2 separate regions of the Mus musculus genome follow, and region 2 is linked to region 1. The links are chromatin contacts, called in public promoter capture Hi-C maps. All regions are on one chromosome and are shown on one strand. Each heading gives the region's core, a stretch centred on a gene start, on an enhancer-like site or on the middle of the called end of the contact. The rest is flanking DNA. Distances are from core to core; before and after follow the strand shown. Region 1 holds the start of Btbd10 (BTB (POZ) domain containing 10). Region 2 holds the start of Sox6 (SRY (sex determining region Y)-box 6).

Region 1 (5,942 bases), core at 935-3,434:
TTTTTCTTTTCTGTTGTGTAGCTCATTTTTGCTGTGTGACAAGTGTGACTTAGAGATTTAATATTAGCAATTAGGATTGCAGTGTAATAAAAGAACCTTGATTTGGGATAGATTTCAATTGGTCATAGATATAATCCCAGTACTCAAGAGGGCTGAGGCAGAATAACTACTTCAAGTTGGAAGCTAACCTGAGCTAAGCTATATAGTGCATTTTAGGCCAGCCTAGGCTAGAAGTATTTGAGATTGCCTCAAAAATCAAACCAACCAACCAACAACAACAAAAAAAAAATCAATTAACTTAGGTTATTTAGGTTGTGAGATTTGCACAACTGATGAAGTGCTTGCCACACAAGCACTAGGAACTGAGTTCCTAACCAGTGCTGGTGAAACAGACACAAGAGGATCCCTGGAGCTGGCTGGCTAGCCAGCCTAGCAGAATTTAAGAGCTCCAAATTCAGTGAGGGACACTGTCTCCCAAAATACAGTGGAGGATTACTGGGAAATGCCAACATCAATTTCTGGCCTCCACAGCATGCACACATATGCAACTGCATACTCACATAACTGCCTGCCTCTGCCTCTTGAGTGCTGGGATTAAGGGCATGCACCATGGCCTGGTCAAAACCTTTCATTAGAAAAATGACAGCTTCAATTTAGACATAAGGGAATGAAGAATCCAGTTTGATCTTTACCCCCAACTTGTGCTACAGTTACTTTATTTGAGATAAATTACAGAAAACTGTATCAAGATTGGGGAGGACTTTGCTATTGTTGAGGGTTTCCTTGAGGTTTCTTTGAACATTATTCATATTCAAGCCTCATTAGCTTGCTCTTTTTACAATGTTTTTAAGATTTTCAGCAATTTCCAAGAATGTAGAATGTTGGCTATAAAAAAACGTGTACACTATGTAACAATAATCTTTGTCTTCCTTTGGTCTCTGATATTTAAGCATTTTCAGGAGGAAAGTATGCCTGCTACCAGTTTTCCACTTCAAATGATAATTTACTTAGCATAAATGTTGGTTTGAAAAACACGTGGTATCACATATGGGACCCAAGGAATTTTTTCTTACAGTAACTAGATTTTAAACAAAGTTCTTTTCACAAAACAGTTTTCTTACCAAAATACTGAAACATGTATTGGGTTTTGTTTATGCCCTTCCCTCTCTTCTCAAAATGGGGGAACTTCTACTGATCTTTAAAATTGGACTCAAATGCCACTCCCTAGTGGAGGGCTGCTTTTTGAGATGAGATCTCACGTTAGCCCAGAAACACCTGGAACTCAATCTTTCAGCTTCTGCCACCCTTCGCAATCCCAAGACCAGAGGAGCGAGCAACTGCACTGAGGGGTTCTCAACAGGATTGTCTCAGATCAGCTCCTACAGCTCACTCACTAAGGGGAGTATGTTCTGTAGCAAGCATAAAGAGGATTATCCGTTCCTCTGTGGGTCTGAGTCCCGGGAGGGGAGAGTTTTGAGCGCCGGGGAGGTGACTTCCTCACTTTTCCATCTCTTTTAGAGCCTCCCATCAGGCACACGGTGGGTTCGGTGACACCGGAGTGCTACTTTGGCGAGCTTTTGCCCGCCAGAAACTCAACCCATTCAGCTGATTCTCCGCGTCCCAGAGGTGGCGCCACCGCAGGCGTGTCAGCTGGTGCACCGGTTCCCGCCAACAACAGAGGGTTTCAAACCAAGCAGAGCGTTGCAAACCAAGCGGCGGCCGCGGGGAAGCGGCGACCTCCGGACCACCGCCTGCCAACGCCTCGTGCTGCCCGTACCAGCTCGCGGACCCCGCGGAGGAAGGCGACCCGGGCGTTCGCCCTGCTGACAGAAACGCTCTCCTAGAAGAAGACTCCCAGGCACTGCTTTTACTGGCCCGGAGACGCCGTCCGGCTTTTGCCTAACGGTGACAGGAAGCGTGGAGTGAGGGTGTGCTCAGAGGTGTGGAGGTGGCCTGAGACTGCTCTTGGCTCACCGCGCAGAGAAGCGCTCGCGGGGAAGCTACGGGACAGCACTGCCAACCGAGACCGCGGAGACACTACTCAGGCTCTCAGTGCCCCGGTGACACGCCTACTGTGGGAGGAGCTCCGTCCTTCGCGCGAGAACTCGCTTCGCCTCACCTCTTCCTAATGCGAAGTCTCGCGAGAAGCAGCTAAGGAGCCGGCCTGCAACCTGCCGGGGCGGCTCTGGTAGGCGCAGCCGGTGGAGCGGCCGCCTCACACCTAGCACCGGAGGGGTCCGGTTCAGTGGGCGGAGGGAGCGGAGCGTCGCTCTCTCTTGGAGCTCTTCCCCAAGACCCTCGGTGGACGTCTCAGGGGCCAGCAGGTTGGAGCGGGCCGGGTGCGGGCGGCTGGGTTTGTAGTGGAAGCCGAGGGCGAGGCTAGCTGCTGTGAACCGGGCTCCGGGAGGCTGGCGGCGGCTCCAGGAGCGTGGGGCGCGGTGCTCGGGGCTGCCCGCTTGAGCACCGGGTCCGGAGAGGCGGGGAAGGGAGCTGCTTTTTGGGTTAGGAGTCTGGAGGCCTTTTCCCAGGGGAAAAAAAGCTATTTTCTCACACCTCCTTTCCAGGGCAGAGTAACCCAGTGCCCCGCCCCTTTCCTGTCATCTTTGGGTCACCGCGGCGACAAACCGAAGAAGGCGCATCACAATAGGGCGGTGAGTAAGGCTCCCAGTTTGGGGATAAGGTGGTGGGGGAGTTGCCCTTTGGATGGAGGATGAGACACCTGTGATGTGCTGCTGTGTGCTTTTATTCTGTAACCGTTTCAACGAGGGTAAAGCTTGGTTTCCCACTCTAACTTGCCCAGAAAAGGTTCAGATTTATTCTCTGTGAGTCACAAGCCCTCTGACACCCCTGATTTTGGGGTATGGGCTGGAGGGGACCTGAGATTTCACTTAGTTTGTCAATGTGGGTTAGTGTGCTGTGCCTAACCTCGGTCTTTCCCGGGTTCCCATGTCTTTTTTTTTTTTTTTTTTTTTTTATCTCTTTAAAATTTTGAGTCTTAGCCTCTTATTGGTATTTGGAGTCCACGACCAGGCTATAAAAAAGTTTTCCACTTTGTGCATTTAGTATAGGAAATTATTTTATAGCCATGTAAGAGTCTGCACGCTTTTTATTTCAGCTAACAATCTGAATGAAGCAGTACAGTGTATTGATTGGCAGTTGGGTTTCTTTCTGTTCTTGCCTGCCTCCCACTCTTCTCTTGCCCCACCAGCCCAATTTGATCCAAACTTTTTAGAGAGGGGTTTAGGGATGAATTTTGAATGAAATAGACTGTAGAAATTGGATGGAAAGATAAAATAAGACATGTGAATGTAAAGACTGAACAAGTTTCTGCGCTGGAGAGTCCATCTAGAACTCAACCGTGGGCATTGAACCAAGGACTGATGCTGAATATTAAGCAGAAAGCAGTAGAAAGTACTTGGAAAATTACTAAATGGGAGGTAAAGATGAGTTAATATAGTTTTCGAGGACAGTTAATTTTGGAGATTTTAGGCTTAATCGTTTTTTCTAACACAGAGGTTAGTACTCAGCGCTTATTCTTATGGGTTGAGAAAAGGTAAGAAGGAAGCTTCAGGAACATGAGGGTGGTTAGGACCCAGAGCAACGGAGTTCAGAAAGTTCTGCGAGATGTTTTGCTTGTTAGACATTTTTTCACACTATTCAAACTTCCAGGTAGGCTTTTTACCTCCTGTATTATCCTCCCACAAGTCTGAATTTTGTTCTGTTCTTCACAAAGACTTGTGTATTTTTTTAAACATTAAATGAAATCACAAAGAACTGTGGTCTGCTTTGTGACCATTTACATTTAAATGGTCTCATGGAGTGTACAACTGAACTGGAGATACTCTGTCTCTCAGAGAGATAAGAATGAGTAAGTTTCACATGCCTTCAGGTACTAGGCAGATAATGAGCATGTCAGTGCGCTAGAGAGCTTCTCTCCTCTGAGCCGTATTCAGTCCGTCTGATTAATTGTATGAATGTGCAGTCAGTTGTCAGCCTTCTTAAAAGAATATAGGAACTCTAGAATTTTAAGTGCGACTTCCTGATATTTGAAATATTGACAAGTAAAACAAAGATACCTTCATGTGACCCAGCCAAACCCAGTTGTATTTTAACATAAAAGTATTTTAGAGCTATGTTTTATGTCTTGGTTTAGGAAGCTGTATATAGGTCAGAATTAATTTTATAACTAGAAACAAGCTTAAGTCAACTATGTCAGTTTGGAATTACAAATTTTTAGAAAGACTGTGAAAAAATGTCAGCTCTTAATAAAATAGTTTAGTGCCCTTTAAATATAGGGCTACAGATTAAACAGATAATTTCTAAAGTAGTCTCTCATTGTCTGTCTACACTTTTGTTTTTTTTGTAGTTTATTGCTGGTTTGAAATCATTAAATGGAAAAAAAAATCTATAAATAAGAAGCACATAATTTTTAAATTGCATACTATTCCAAGTTCAATGATAAAATCGTGTTTCTCACACTACCCTGCCTGGAATGTAAACCACCCCTTTCTCCAGTGAATCTGACTAGGATATGCTCCCATCCATCTGCTACTTTAGTAGTAATTTGTTTATCAGACTGACTGATAATTTTACAGTGTGGTCAAGAACCCTTATTTTATTTAATGATGGCCCACAGTACAAAAGTAGTGCTGTTACTAATTCGTCTATGTCAACAAGAAGCCATAATATGCTGCTTGTATGTGAGAAAAGTGAACATCCCTAACTTTATAGGGAAAGAAAAAAATCATGCTAAAGTTGCTAAGATGTATACTCTAGTCACAGAAATGTTTTACTAGGGTATATTACAATTTTCCTATCTTACTGTTAATTATTGTTACTGTGCCTAACCAGTAAAGTTTCCCATAGATATGTATACATGAGAATTCATTTGGTACTTGTCACAGTTGCAAGCATATACTGATAACCTTGAAATATATACTTTAAGAGGGACTATATTAACATTTTACTACGGGAATAACTGAAGAAACTTTATTGATTTGTGCTTATTATTTGATTTATAAGTATCTTAAAAGAGTATATTAGTTTATTTAGAAGGTCTTTATTACACTTGTACCTAATATGTAAAATTAAGTCCAGGATACCCTCTATAGTCCATCTCAGGATTTGAATACTTAGTATTTGCTATACCTTACCACACTGTCCCTGGGTATTGACTTTTACCAGAGGACATATGGATCCCCTGGTGCGTGGGGAGAGTGTGAAGCTTGGGAATGGGATAAAGAAAGTGTGATGTGAAACAGACATTCTTGTGGTGCCTCTTCTTTACAGAAAGCATTGATTTAAATTGTTTTTTCTAGTAAGAAGAATGGGTACTTTGATTAAACTTTGTGTCATAGTATGACTTAGTGGCATTTGTGGAATTGAACCTTGTGGATTAAAATTCATTTACGCACTAGTAGGAAGTATTTTAATCACATAATCTGCTCAAGCTCTGTTGGGCTGTGAGGAATGGGAGTTTATAGGTCACTCAAGTCCCAAGAGGTCGATCTTGCAAAGTAAGAGTCTTTATCTTAGTGGTAAAGTCATGAGAGCCAGGTAAGGAACAGTTTCAAAAAGGAAGAAGGACTAGCTAAATACTCCTTTGTTACTGTGCAGTTGTACACACTGGACTGACTTCCACAACTGAGTTTATTATAAATTATAACTGTATGAAGTCTGCAAAGGATATTGTTTTTTAAGTCATGACTTTGGGGGGTGGGTCATATACTAGATTTTCTTATGTTTAATCCAGTCTTTTTAAGTTCAGCAAGGCTAATATCTCTTCATCAGTTCCCTGCTTCTCTCTAGAGCAAGAGGTGAAAAGAGAAGATGTGTTACATTTATAAAATACTCCTATCTGAGAGTTTTAAAACCATTTTTTATTTTGTTTATTATTTTCATTTATTACATCCTCACTGCTCTCCTGGCTCCTTGGCCCCAAC
Region 2 (5,942 bases), core at 909-3,408, 2.7 Mb before region 1:
TAAGACCTCTGCTTATGACTGCTTGCATCTCTAAGTACCTTTGTCTCCCATCGAAGAGCAAGCAAAGGAACCCAAGGGAGGCCGAGGCCGCCCTGAGCCATGACCTCCGTCCTGTAGGAGCCGAGGCTGTGTCTTTCTCAAGGTATCTACCCGTTCCCTGCCTGGGTAGTTAGTGCTGAAAGTCCGGGTCTCGGATCTGTTCTCTAACCCCAGGTTTGTAGTCTAGTGAGAGAATGCACTGAGTACTGGCATTAGCTACTTTGCAGGTGTCGCTCTGCCATCTTCTGATCTGGGTTTCCCAGCAGTACGGCTTCCGGGACTCCTCTGCTCCAGGGGGACCTTCGTAGGCTTAAAACAAAAACAAAAACAAAAACAAAAACAAAAAACAAAAAACAAAACAAAACAAAAACTGTCCCGGAGGTCGTCCTGGCTGCCAGCTCTGCCTGCATGATGGGTCGTAGTGGCTTTGAGCCCAGCGCACTCTTGAGCTCCACCTCAAGGTGGCGACCGAGGCACGTAAACAAAGGCTGCACTGGCAGTTGGCACCCATGGGCTCCTCCACGAACTCCAGTTTCCCAGCGGCTCCTCCGAGAGCTGAATTGACTGTTAAAGGGGCCCTTGTAGATGGATCGTTGGGCCGGAATGTCAGCCGTGCGTTCGTGCGTGACTGAATGACTGAATGACTCTCTTTCTGTGTGTACACGCACGTGCGCGTAGCCTGCGCTTCTGTATCGCCGAAGCAGGCAGAAGCGCTTCTAGGATGGAAACTAGCCCCGTTTGGGACGCTGGAGCTTTCCTGGCGTCACCTGAGCCTGCAGTCCCCCCAACCCCCCTCCCGTCCCCTGTGATCTGGCTGGTCCGGGCTTCTGCCCACTGTGCGGCCTGAGTACCCTGGGTCAGTGAGCAACTGGCAGGACAGAGGGTTTGATTGCTGTGGCAAACAGCAGGTTTGCAGATCTCTGTTCAGTGACACCCACGATTTATGAGTGGCTCCGGTATATACAACTCTTTGCTGCGCTGGAGTCCTCTAGGGTGCGCGCAGGCCGACCCTAGGGGTAGGGGTAGTTGTGGGCGGAGAAGAGAGACACGGACAGTGAAAGAATAAGCATGCGGCAGTCATACAGTCTTACCTCAGGGACGAAGGACACGGTTCCTAGAACTGCGATCTGCACGGCCAGTGTGCAGCCCAGCTGTTTCTCCCGTAGGCGCTTCCCGCCTAACACCGCCTTCTGACTAACTTGGATAGGGCTTGAGCTGCCCCCTCCTTTTTTCCTCCCCTTCTTTTCCTTTCCAGACATCGCTTTAACTCAACCCAAGGCATATCCAGAAGTCAGTTCCGTATAGAGCTTCCATTCAGTCGTGGGGGGGGAAATCCGGTATACAGTTTCTTGTAGGCAGATGGAAGAACTAGATGGTTACAGGACTTTGGAGGGGTGCGTAGGAATGGCACGGGGTGTTGGTGGCAGCGAAAGACAGTTTCTTTGGGGTCTTCGCACTGCCGCAGGTAAGGCTCTCAGATTACAGCTGCCCTCCTGTAGAGTCACAGTTGTGGGCTAGCGGAGGGCGCTCTGCTGTTGAGAGGGGAGTGGAGGAGGGTGGAGTGGGAGAAATGGGCTCTGGACAGACTCCACCAGCACGCATTGTCTTGGTTGGTGTCTGTGCCGGGCGCTCAGCTGATGTCTTTGGGAGCTTTTGAACAAGGTAGACCCTCTAATACCCTCCCCCACTCTCTAGACAGTGTTTCAAAAGATGCGAATAGCTCTAAAATAAGTTTAATTTTTTGTCTGACTTCCCGTTCAAGATGTAAAAAGGATCAAATAAATGAAACTTTATTTGACTGTGGAGTTTATCCAGAGACTCAGCGACATCTCTGGTCTTTGGCCTTATTCTAATTCTATGGTAGTAATTACCCTTCGTTTCTTTAAGTGCGATAGATTTATTGCCTTAGAGACTATGCACAGTTTGATTGAATTATTCATTTTTTTCTTTGGTGTAGACTGCATCTGGGGACTCTGATGTGACGTGTAGATTTTTTTTTTCAGGAACAAAGGGAATGTGGAAATGAAAGAGAGAGGGAGAGAGAGGCTGGCAGATGTAATGAGACGCGGTGAAGGTGTACGCAGACGGGCACTCCCACGCCTCCTCCCTTCGGCTCTCACTGCAGCCCTGGGTAACTCGCAGGCTAACACAAACAGCTTTTCTCCCGCAGCCTGCCCTCTGTCACTGTAAGTACATCACCCTTCTCTTATCAGCATGCAGATTCCAGCCACGCACTCCCTCGCCTTGGCTTTGCACCTTTGACAGCAAAAGCACATTGGGAAATTAACTTTCCTAAGCTAGGAAAGGCATGTCTAGAAAACTTACTTTTTATTTATCTTTATTGTTCTTTGAAAACAGAAGTTCATGCATTTTTACCACTTTTCCTACCTTTGTGACAGTGCTCTGTTGCTCTTGTCACCGTGGCTATGCTTTTTTCAACTGGATGACTCTCAGATTCAGATGAAATTTAATGTTATTCTCCATCCGTTTAAAGTACAGGCGCAGTGCCTTGTCCTTCTGCGAAATGCTATCTTAAAGGACGAAGAATATTATTCACAGTTTGCTTTTGTTGCTGAAACCCGAGTTCCAACCTCTTTGAGGCACTGCCTGTCCCAAGGGCACTGTTATTTGGGAGCTGATACTATCTGCTTCTCCCAAACTTAAACAAAAGTGCCGCGGGCTGCGAGAGCGCTTGGGTGTTTGTCATCCAGGGTTAAGGAGACCAATGGCGAAAACTTTTCTCCACGCTGTAATTAAAGTTTTTCAACTTCTTCCCTTTTGCCTTTTACACTCGTTCACATACTCTTCGTTTTGTTAAAAGTTCTCCTTGGTGTTTTGGAGTGAGTGACATATTTGTCCTGTTTACACAGTAGCCATGAAGCCCTTCCTGCGAGAAGTTGGCCACCTTAAGATGAAGTCATGTAGGTCTGAATGATCCGCCCGGTTAGTGTAAAAGAGCCTTTCAAAGGGAGAATTCGAGGTTTTAACGGCTGTTCTATTTTCTTTCTTTCTTTCTTTCTTTCTTTCTTTCTTTCTTTCTTTCTTTCTTTCTTTCTTCTCTCTCTCTCTCTCTCTCTCTCTCTCTCTCTCTCTCTCTTTGCGTGGGTGTTTTAAATATTAACTTCTGAAGCAGGATTAATTGCATTGCCCTTCCCAAGTTCAGGGGGAACCTCTCTCCAGGAACGCGCCTTGTCTCTGCCAGTTCGTGCCTCTTCTCTGGAGGTGCGAGGCCAAACTTAACAAAGCCGAGTTGCCTTTGGTTGGTCGAGGTGCAAAGGGACACAAACACAGCGGGCGCCCAGGCAGCAACCGCAGCAGGCAGGTAAGTCAGCCCCACCCGCTGGCCTCTTCTTCCCTTCTCAGTCCTGGCATTTCAAAGGCTGGGTTCAAGTCGAGCTGGCTCCAGACCCTAGAAGTGAGCTTGTGTGTTCCAGGATTGGGATGCGGTGTCGGGTGCCCTTCATAGACTTCTTGGAACCCGCAGGCGTGCGGATCAGGTGGGAAGCCCACCAGACCAGCGGATGGATGCCTGGCTTTCTGCCTCACCCACTTGCGTAGTACAGCTGGTGCTCAAGGCTTTGGAGGAAACCCTTAGCAAGCACACACCCCTACTTCCCCCGGGCCACATGTCACCCAGTGCAGTCTGGATTGTGACGCCCAGACCCCAAACTTTAGTGTTCTTCCTTTGGGACGAAATATGTCACCTGCTCTGGGTTGTTTGCCCCTCAGCCATCTACTTTGGTACTAGTTTATGACTTGAAATCTAAAGCGGTCTCTTGAGCTCCTTTTCAGAAGGTACTAGGGCCTTGGATCACAGAAATCTTTTTCTTTTCCTTCTTGCCTCCCGCCAGCCCAGAGGCCTGTTTTCTGGTCGGCTGGTTCTGCTTCCCAGATCCCAGAATACTCTGTGATTTTAAAAGACCAATGTGCTGGTATTGGGAAAGCCAAACCTGCCTCAGCAATTAGGAGGAACCCAGTGGCGCCCATGTTTGCTTATGCAATGGCTCATCTGTTTGAATGGCTCTTCCCTGCGAATTGGTCTTTGACACCTATCTTGGCACTTCTCTTTGCAGCTTTTTAGGGCAGGTCATTTGGTTTGACCTGTAGGATTTGGACAGGGTTTCTGGACAGGGTTTCTGGTTTGAATTCTCAGGAAGGCAGCTGAGGCAGCTGAAGAGTTCAAGGCTCAGGAATTCAGAGCTGGGCCAGGTGGAGCCTTGCTCAGACACAAATGGGGGAAGCTTTCTCAGATGGAAGTGCAGATTTGGACTTTCCTTCTGGATGTTAGGTCTATGGACGGTCCAGTGTTCTAAGGAACACTGCTAAATAAAAATCTGGCCTACTAGGTACCCTTCATGGTTCTCTAGTTGTGCTATCTGGAGGCAGTTGTGAGCAATGGAAATCTCAACATTTCTTGTTAAGGACTCCTTTCCTTCCAACCAGCCTTCAAGCCATTTTAACACACAGCCTCTAAACTCTGAACCCTCCAGTTGTTTTCCAGAAAGCAGAAACAGCCAGTCTCTGCATTTCTCCAGGCTCATCCTAGGTGTGCTCTCTACCTCCATCCCACCTCTCTCTTGTCTGGAGTTCATATGGAAGCTAATTAACATGGAGTATACATTAGGAGCCTCTTCCTTCCATTGCCTGCTTAACAATTTCTCTTTTATTCTTGCTTCTATCTATGGGAGGTCTTCCTCTTGTTGCTCATCATTCCAGATTCTTCTGTTTACTTCAGTGTCTCTCCTTAGAAGGCTCCTCAAAGGAGCTCTCTTTTGTCAGTTTCTACAAAGTAGAAGCCTTTAAAGTCTCTGCAGCTTATGTTGATCAACTAGGATCTTGCTCCTAGCTTTGTTCCTGATGTAGGTCTCCACTGACCTCAGTTTTGTGTTTTTGTTTTTGTTTTTTTTTCCTTTCTGGGCCTTGCTTGAGGGAGGTCGACCCCTTGTACACTGCCTCTTGCCAGCAACCACAGATAGTTTTCTCACGTACCTCTTTCTCTTTTCTCAACTACCACTGCGGACACCATCTATGTTCCCTCTGGTTCTGGTCTTCCAGTTGTCTATGCCTTGAGAAAAGGTTCCAGGCCTCTCCTCATTTAGGCATTCTGCATCTGCCACACCATTAGTCCACTCTACACATAGCTCAGAGGGGGATCTTGATCCGGGCTAGGGCTTTTATTGTGGGAGGGACAGTGCTTTTTATTCAATAATTGTTTATATCTGAATGTGCAATTTTATGTGCTAGTCTGGTCGACTTAAAAGTTTTCAACATCTCCAGGCTTCAGTTTAGCCCTCTGGGATTGTTTCTTTCTAGTGTCTAGTCTTTGCAAGGCTGAGTTAATGCACATGTGTCACCCACTCAGTTCCATAGAATAGACAGACGTTCAGCCATTTTATTTATTGCTGTACAGGTATGAAGCTGTCTGTGGTGTTTGCACGTATCTTTTTATAGAAATTTTATTCCGTGAACTCTGTCAGTCATATGGCCTTCAGGACAAGGCTACCCACAAAGTTAGGGATTTGTTATGCCAATTTCTTTTTCTTTCAGTTTCTCCTATATTGTTTCAGTTTTTCTTCCCCATTCCCTGAGGTTCTGCACATTGATGGTTTTATGATCGGTTTCCTGCATCCTTTTTTCTCTACTCTGTTGACTACTCTTTCTCATCTGCACTACTAGCCCCCAAAGCCACTTTTCTCCTACCTGGTCCACATCCTTCTCCTTCAGGTGTTTCCCTCACTCACTAGTATGACCTTCTAGTTCAGTATCCATATTTTTTAACCTTCAGACTGTGCCACCTCCAGTCGCTTAACTTTTCGGAAGCTCAAAGGGCCATCCCTACTTTCCTCCCAATTGACGTCCTCATCCTTCGCCTTTGCTCCTCTTTTCCTCAGAGCTTCCTACCT

What was found. Promoter capture Hi-C pulls out the DNA fragments that hold promoters and counts their contacts.
Region 2: a contact with region 1 is called in a promoter capture Hi-C map of liver, with 3 times the contacts expected there. The contact joins the promoter of Sox6 here to the promoter of Btbd10 in region 1. A contact is called at or near these places in 3 of 39 promoter capture datasets (liver and pre-B cells).

What each region holds. Positions count from the first base shown.
Region 1 is chr7:113,365,581-113,371,522 of GRCm38.p6, reverse strand. Btbd10 (BTB (POZ) domain containing 10) reads left to right here and starts at 2,184. Exons shown (of 11, transcript NM_133700.2): 1 at 2,184-2,324; 2 at 2,565-2,651.
Region 2 is chr7:116,034,960-116,040,901 of GRCm38.p6, reverse strand. It overlaps Sox6 (SRY (sex determining region Y)-box 6), which reads left to right and starts at 2,158. Exons shown (of 16, transcript NM_001025559.3): 1 at 2,158-2,225.